2 separate regions of the Mus musculus genome follow, and region 1 is linked to region 2. Evidence: chromatin contacts called from public HiChIP or PLAC-seq data. All regions are on one chromosome and are shown on one strand. Each heading gives the region's core, a stretch centred on a gene start, on an enhancer-like site or on the middle of the called end of the contact. The rest is flanking DNA. Distances are from core to core; before and after follow the strand shown.

Evidence for each region. HiChIP or PLAC-seq counts read pairs in DNA pulled down with a chosen protein or histone mark.
Region 1: a contact with region 2 is called in an HNF4G HiChIP or PLAC-seq map of pancreatic cancer cells. The contact joins the promoter of Lockd here to the enhancer-like site in region 2. A contact is called at or near these places in 1 of 484 Hi-C or Micro-C datasets (granulocyte-monocyte progenitors) and 4 of 115 datasets of contacts at active chromatin or transcription factors (bone marrow-derived macrophages, microglia, pancreatic cancer cells and 1 more).

What each region holds. Positions count from the first base shown.
Region 1 is chr6:134,926,811-134,931,235 of GRCm38.p6, reverse strand. Lockd (lncRNA downstream of Cdkn1b) reads right to left here and starts at 2,144. Exons shown (of 2, transcript NR_037956.1): 1 at 1,951-2,144.
Region 2 is chr6:134,163,258-134,167,307 of GRCm38.p6, reverse strand. The region is part of intron 2 of Etv6 (ets variant 6); the gene reads right to left. Among named protein-coding and RNA genes, the nearest start is that of Gm52920, 21 kb to the left of the region's middle. Within about 2 kb of position 2,702, at least 21 of the 459 cell types and tissues checked have an H3K27ac peak or open chromatin away from gene starts, as enhancers often do. A contact at or near this core is called in pancreatic cancer cells, where this site is marked.

The DNA.
Region 1 (4,425 bases), core at 895-3,394, 760 kb before region 2:
CAGAGACCAGAAAAGAACTCTTTTAAAGTTAATTTATTATTATCGAGTATTGTACATAATTGGATGGCTGTACTCTTACACAGTTGACAGCACCCTTGGCTTGTCTGCGCCAGGAACGCCGCAAACGTGTGGACAGTGCACAGTGCTATGATATTTCAATATGCAGAACTTTTTCTGCTCTGTTCTGTGTCTGGGACCACCGTCAGCAGTACATACCCCAATTATTTGGCTCCCACCTAGTACTGTTTAAAGGTTACCTTAGCTAGTAGATTTCTTTTGTGTGCACGCATGTGTCATGCATGGGGTGTACCTATGTGGAGGCGGGGGTCCTCACTGGCATCTCTTATGGCCCTCCATTTTTTTAGCTAGAATGGCTGGCCACTAGAACCCAGGAATCTACTTTTTCTCTCTCCACTCACCAGCCCTGGGATTAAAAACGTGCACTGCCATTGCTGGCTTTTTATATAAGTTCCGGGAATCCAAACCCGGGTCGTCATGCTCACACGGAAAACACTTAACCTCCCCCTCCCCACCCCCAAGACCTAGATGTCCATAGATTTCTATTTAGCTGTTCCAGAGCCTAAATGTAAAGGCTTCACTTTAGTATGAAAAGTTAGGGTGGATACAGTAGCACGTGCCTACAGTCCCATCTGGTTAAGAGATTACGTCAGACACATCAAGTTCAAGACCAGCAAGAAGTAGAGGGAGGGAGAAAGAGGGAGGGGAGCCATTATTAGTAGTAATGCATTTATTTTTGACCTGGGACTCATAGAGATCCATCTGCCTCTGCCTCACGAGTACTGGGATTAAAGCTGTACACCACCATGTCCAGTGGGGTTTTATTTATGACCTCCTTTGTTTGTACGCTTGTTGGTATATTCGAGGTAGGGAGGGTTATATGCAGCCCAGGCTGACTGCAAAGTCTCTCAGTATCCTAAGCAGGCCTTGAACTCCTGATCCTCCTGCCTCCAGCTCCCAAGTGCTCAGATTACAGGTGTGCTCCACCATGCCAAGCCCAAGTTTCCAAGCCTGTTTTCACAGTCACGTGCTATCTGAATCTTTATCTATGACACCCCTGTCCGGGGACCATCCAAATCCCTGCTTGGCTCACACTCAAGATGAAGACCTGTTTCTGAGACTAGCTTCCTCCTTCCAGGGATGTGGTTTTCCTCATGGACTGCTCATTCTGATCGGATGTGTCCTCTGAAAGGCAGAGGTAAGCACTGAGCCTCTAACAGAGTCCATGAATACAGCCTGGAGAGCAGCTCAAACATGTTGGTTTATGGACGGGGTCAAGGAGCTTAGTGGACTGGGAGAGGTAAGGTCAGAACTAGACAGCTAAAAAACTAAGAACATGGCATACTGGTTCAGGGGCCAATGGAGGCTAAGGCTGGGCTTCTGGCTAAAACAGACTGAAAGGAGATATCAGGAGAAATTATTTTAAGGAAAGAAAAAGGGAAGAAAAAAAAAAGGCAAAGGCAAAGAAAGGTATACATATGAGATGTCCCTGATAAAGAGAAAGACTGATCTAGGACTACTGTTTAATTATTATGACGTTTTAAAAGCTTCACTGCAAAGAAAAACATAGTTGGATCCTAATTAATAAAAGCCATCACTTGTATTAGACCTGTTCTACTAATTGAATCCTCCTAGATCTTAACAAACTCTTTCCAATGAGTTTCCTGACCCAGAAATCAAAAGGGGACTTTATGTCCCCTTCTCATCCTCACAAGGGGGGGTGGGGAACCAAACCTGGAAAACAGACAGGTTCCCCCCCCCCTTTAAGGTTAAAAAGGAAGAAAATGACACCGACTGCCTTTGTCCTGATGGATTTTGACACTCTAACCCCAGAAATAACACCTCTTTTGCTCTATATAGAGTCTATAGCCACACCTTGTATTTGGTTGGTTTATTCCTATGACGGGTAATATTCATTTCTAGGATAACTACCCGCTCCCGCCCTCCCCAAGTCTACCTTTCCAAGACAGGGGAAGGTGCGTCCTCGTCGAACTCCCGCCTGTACCTTCCTAGTACCTCTGGCCAGCAGCCTGTGTGCCCGTGCTCCCTGGACATCCGTGAATGTTTGATGCTACATCTCTACCCAAACTGAAGCTTCCCGCCTGCATTCTGTCAACGGCACTTGCGGGCGGGGCGGGGGGGGGGCAACTTTTGGAACAGAAAGCTCCACCCATCCTACTCCCTACTACCTGCAATCAAACCAGCTAAAACACCCCACCTCAGACTCCCCAACTAAGTCTCATCACATGATCTACCGTACGGTAATTTTTTTTTTTTAACAAGAAAACAAGCATCCAAAAAAAAAAAAAAAAAAATTCAAACTGCAGGCGCGAGCCAATGGGGAAGCAGGGGAAGGTGGGCGGGGGAAGCGCGGCGGGCTGGGCGGGGACCCGCGGACCTGTGGACCGAAGGATTCGTAAAACGCAGCAGGCGCACGGTTTAGGCTTTTTTTTTTTTTCTTCCAAAACTCAGTTAAGCGCGAGGCTCCGCCTGCAGCTGCAGCCTCGCAGATCCACCTTAAATCTTCAGTGGACTCGGTGCAGGGGTCAGTGGGCGCAGCCAATGCCAATCAAGTTTACAACCACCAGCTCGGGACGAGGGAGGGGGGGTTTGGGGAAGGCCAGAGGGAGAAACTTCAACTTCTCGCTTTATATGCACACATCACACACGCGCACACGCAAACACACGTACGCACGCACATGCACACGCACACAAAGGGAAGGAGGGGGCCAGAGACCGGCGCTCCGCCGCCAAGTAACAAGTTTGCAAACGCTTCTAAGCTCGCTGGCCGCGGCCTGGACGCGCTTCCCGCGTCCCGACCCGAGCGCCATGATGGTGGCTGCGGTTCTCAGTCCGGGTTCTGGAGGGGGAGCCGCAAATGATGCAATCCCCCGGCCGGCGCCCGAACCGCGCGCCCTTCTCCCGGCCTTTTTCTTAACGTTCCTTTTAGAGGCGCGTCGAGGTTTCGCGCCCAAAGCATGGATAAGGGGTTTTTCTTTTGTTTTATTTTTTAAGATTTCCTAATTTCTGGTTCCTACCTCTGCTGAGTCCTTATGCATGATAAGTCTGTGACTTGGATGGAGGCCCGAGGGACTTGAGACTTGAGTGTACGTGGAAATAAGTGCACTTTCGGTTCTCCGGGATCCGCCTGTGGCTGACCCCACCCTATTACAACCCCACGCGAGTGAAATCAGGGAGACGACCCCATAGGTTTCTAAGTAGGATCCATGGCCTTTTTACCCCTCAGTGTCGTTTGCAAGGTTTCTTTTTTGCTTTAATTTTATTATTTTTTAAAGCCAGGAAAGGGGGGGGCAGGAGTAGGGTGTGGCTCAGGTGAAAGATGGCAAATGAAAAAGAATCCATGCTCTGAAAAACAGATCAGGGATCCTAAGTGGACTTCTAAACAAAACACCTTTTAGTTCAAAGCGCTAGACGAGCAATCGTGTTTTCTGGTGATGATGGTGTAATGGCGAAGGCAATTCTCTGGCTCCCAGGAAAGGTCGCTCAGTGCAGCCAGGGTGGTGGGCACACAGTGGCTTGAAAGGCCGACTGCTTGCTCCCTCCCACTAGTGAATGTCCATAGTCCCCCAATCTAACCCATCACAGCCCCCTCCCCAAATCCTTATTTCCCCCAGTTCTTCCTTGCCCAGGTCTGCGGTTCTGGACAGCCAAGGATGCAAAGGTGGGGGGCACTTTGCAAGCAGGGTGAAGGGCAGGGCTGATCACCGAAAGCGGCAGTGGTTCTCCACAGTTAGGCGCGCATTGGTGACGGTCGCTTAGCCGCCAGCGAGCCGGGAAGGCTTTCGAAATCCGCGGGGCTGCGGATCATTGGAGCCCTGCGGTAGGGGTGGGAGCGGGCTGCTGCCCTGGAGGGTCCACGAACTCCGGGAAATTGGTCCCTTCGGGCAAGTCCCCCAGAACTCAGTGAGCGGCGGGGTGTCCTCTGGGAAGGGTCGTGGGCCTTCCATAGTGATTTTCTTCGTCTGGAGGATCGATGGTGAGGAAGAAAGGTTTCTAAGAAGTAACCCAGCCCGGCTGCGCGGATAGAGGCGCGGCCGCTTTTTTGCGGCCTGCGGGCGCCCGGGGCGCGGGAACTGCGCGCAGCCACCCTGGCAGTGCGGGACTTGCAAGTAGCCGGCGACATTAAAGACTTTTGGTCTTGAGGCGCCAGCCAGCCCGACCAGCAGTTGCCACAGTGAGCGGGCGGGATCGGGGCTGCGGGACAGTTGGGGAGACTACCGGGCCGTGACCAGGGTAGTGGGGTAGCGGGTAGCTGACGCCGGCGGCCGCAAACCCGCAAAGGGACGTTCGCGGCGGGCGCAGGAGTCCAGGTTCCGGGAAAAGGACCATTTGAACCACCAGATTGTATGTGGAGGCTTGACACAGGCGTTCGGAGGATGGAGGGCA
Region 2 (4,050 bases), core at 1,453-3,952:
GGAGGAGATGTAGTCTCCCCTCCCCCAGCCTGAAACCTGCTTGCTCGGGGTGGAGCTTCCTGCTCATTCGTTCTGCCACGCCCACTGCTGGAACCTGAGGAGTCACACACGTGCACCTTTCTACTGGACCCGAGATTATTCGGCGGGAATCGGGTCCCCTCCCCCTTCCTTCATAACTAGTGTCGCAACAATAAAATTTGAGCCTTGATCAGAGTAACTGTCTTGGCTACATTCTTTTCTCTCGCCACCTAGCCCCTCTTCTCTTCCAGGTTTCCAAAATGCCTTTCCAGGCTAGAACCCAGGTTGTGGTCTGCTGGCCGGACACAACAGACCAGGAGTTTAAATACTCCTGAGCCTCTGGGGAGCAGCTCTCATTCAAACCACCACAAGAGGGGAAGGACCAGGGAGTTAAGTTTGATTTGGGATGCCAGAGACAGTCATGGCTTGGACAACAAATTAGAATGCATCATCTCTGAGTTCTCTCCTCTTAGACAAATAGCAGAAACGACTAAAGTGGCTCGGTTTTTGTTTATGCTTTGTGATTTTTAAATTTTAAACAAAATGTACATAAACACTTCCAAAGAATTGGATGCTACATGTTAAGAAACCAGACTCATCTTTTTCTTGAAGTGGGTTTTTCCACTGTTCAAGGGTGCAGGAGGGCTAGAAAGCTAATGGAATTGGGTAACTCCCTGGGATTTATATCCAAGGTGTTTATCCTTCTGTTAGGAAGCTGGCGGTCCAAAGGCAAAGATTGCAGCTTAAAAAAATTAGGTAGAACAGGGGAGACAGCTCAGCAGGTACAAGTTCTTGCCTTGTTATAAGCTTGACAACCTGAGTTTGTTTCTGGAGTTTATGCAGACACCTGTAATTCCAGCACTTCCATATAGTAAGATGGGCCAGTGAGCCTGGAACATACAGTTCAGTGGCAGAAACAAGGGAGACTACTTAAAAAACAAGGTAAAAAGTGAGAAGCAACTCCCAAAAGTTGCACACACACACACACACACACACACACACCAAATACATATTTTTTTTAAAAAAATCAGTGCATCTGTCAAACTAAGAAATAACAATTATATATCCATAAATGGATTTTGTAATAGATTAAAATTTATAGACTGATTCATTAACTCAAGAAATACTCATTGAAACATCTGTGCCAGAATGAGAGAAAATGAATTATTCCCAATTAACCCACTTCCTTTGGAGGTATCAGATTATCAAACATATATCCTTGAACACACTATGCAAGCATCATTCCACCTAGCTGTAGTCCCAGCCTAACCCATTTATTTATTTATTTATTTATTTTTGTGGGCTTCTTCATACAGGATTGGGCATCGATGTAAAATCAGAAGAGGCTGAAGGTAGCATACTGGCAATGCTGCCAACGGCAAAATGAATACTACAGCAAACCTTTACTAGAATAAGGTTTGATACTGTATGGAACTTACAGAGTGTGCCCACCTGCTGAGTTACGAAGCACACTAGGCAGGTGACAAAGGAGCGAGCTGAGCTGATCACACCTCAGTGACTTCTCTTGCTATCCTTCACCTCTGTGAAAAACACCTCATACAACGCCCCGAATTGTCCACACCAATCAGATTTTCAATTAAAAACCCTTAGAAATGAATGTTCCCGAGTTCCATGCTGGTCAGGGTATCCTATTAAGTACCAAAGGCTACATCATTCAGTGACTATTTAACAACTTGAGGGGATTTTTCTACATGATGTTAGTTTTCCTTCTGGTTAAAAAAAAAAAAAAAAGGAAAAGAACAGGCAGCCAACTGGTTACATCACTTGCACTATGTCACTTCCATCCTGGAAACGTTTTTTGTCCTGATTCCCCAGGTAGAAAAGTTAAGTGCCCTTCCTTCATCTGGAGGCTATTTTTAGGCTCTTTTTATAATGTGACTTTTTTTTGAGCACTCCATTCAATGATCACTAGCACCCGACCACAGTCCCAGATCACACAGGAGTCCGTCACAAGAGAAAGTCAAAGGAATTTCAACATTTTCGGATGGGAACTTGGCAAGTTCAGTACTTAGTGTTCTGGGGGTGGCTCACCCCTGTCAGGCTCACTCTTCTGTCAAACTAAGAACCCTGGAAACCACAAACTGAAACAGCTGAGCAGTGACAGTGACGGCTTCATGTTAAGGGGGCCCTCATTCACAAAGGCACGGATAACTACCTAGGAGGCATCCTTGCGTTTTCACAAGAGGAAGGTGACACTCGGTGTTCACGTCTGCTGGAAGCCTTGCTCTATGGGAGAACAGAATATTGAATGCAACTCTGAAAGATCCAGGGGCTGGATGAGGAAAGGACAAGAGGCATTTTTCTCTCATTTCACAACAAAAATATGGTTTTGCTGTCTGGGAAATGAAATAACCTCCAACTCCAGCCAGTGAGTTTCAGGATGTTAAGCCACAGTCAGAGGAGAGCTGGCAGAAGGGCTGGCTGGCCAAACCGTCAGTTGTATAAGAAAGTGATGTTTGAAACTCATTTTACATTGGAATCACCCACCTATGGGCTTTATTTATCCTTGAAGAAAGAGCATGGTTTTTATAATGTGCAATACACTAACTATGCACAACTGGGTCAGTTCTAAGTGTTTTGAAATAAATGTGACCTTTTGAGCTCTGTTTGTTTGGTTTTGAGGCAGGGTCGTTCGTACAATTCAGGATGGCCTTACACTCACTACGTAGCTAAAGATTACCTTGAACTCGCGAGCCGCTTGCTTCTAGCTTCCAAACCCGGGATTACATGCCTAGCCAAAGTGAAAAATGAGTTCTCTGGCTCAATACAAGAGTCATGTCTATCTTCATCAGGCATCAAGTAACCAGACAGACTTTGGACGATCAGACCTCCCAAGAAAAAAATGTAGCAGGATATAAATAACAGTTTTTTTTACCCAGTGTTTGAGTCAGATTCTGAGTCACCTACACACACAGGTATGGAGCACTGGGTATCATGGCGGGGGGGTGGGGGGGTGGCGTCCATTGATACCACAGATAGTTAAGATAAACCTTTAGGAAAACTATGATGGAACTAACCGGAACTCAATTTCTGGGGAAAAGACTGCTTCTGGGGAAACTTTAACAGTGACTCATGGCAGATAATGCCATAAGTGAGCACGGGGATGAGCACACTACGATGCCTGGCAGTGTGGGGCGGGGGGGGTTAGGGGGGAGGGCTGACGGTAAATCACTTCACACTGGCAACTGCCACAAGCCAAGCTCCCTAAGTCATCATTCATGCAACCTTGCACCAGTAAGTCAGGCATCCAGGTCTCAATCAAGACTCCATGTGGTGGGAGAGACAGCTCAGCGGTTAAGTGTGAATATTGCCCTTCCAGAGGATCTAAGTTTAATTCCCAGCATCCACATTAGGCAGCTCGCAAAGACCTTTGACTCCAGCTCCAGGGGGATCCTATCCCTTTGGCTTCTTCAGGCATAGGAACATATACATGCATATGTATGTACATGCGCACGCACATACACACATACTACACACATGTGGCATACACATACACATAAATGAAAAAAATCTTAGAGGTTAAAGAACTCTGAAGAAAAGCATTTTCTTTTTCCTTTTCTTTTTTAAATTCTTTGCTAACTCACTTGGCTAACTTACTATGTAGCCTAGGATGGCTTTGAACTTCTGATCCCCCTGCCTCCACGCCTCAGTATTAGAATTAAAGAAGTTGTGCCACTGTGCCTGATTTATGCAGTGCTAGGAATCAACCCCAGGGTGGTCTACATACTAGGCAAGCAGCCCTAACAGCTGCATTATGTCTTCCTGCTGTGCATTTTCTCTTGTAGCTTGAGTGTCCTTATCTGAAAGGCCAGAAGGGTATACATTGTATATATGCATATATATGTGTATAATATATGCACTGGATATACTCACACATACATACACACACATTGACAGAGACAGACAGACAGACAGACAGACAGACAGACAGACAAAGATACCTTGGGAAAGGAACAGGAGTCTAAACACAAAGTTCCCTCATCTCTCACACACCCTGAAGATCTTAGACAG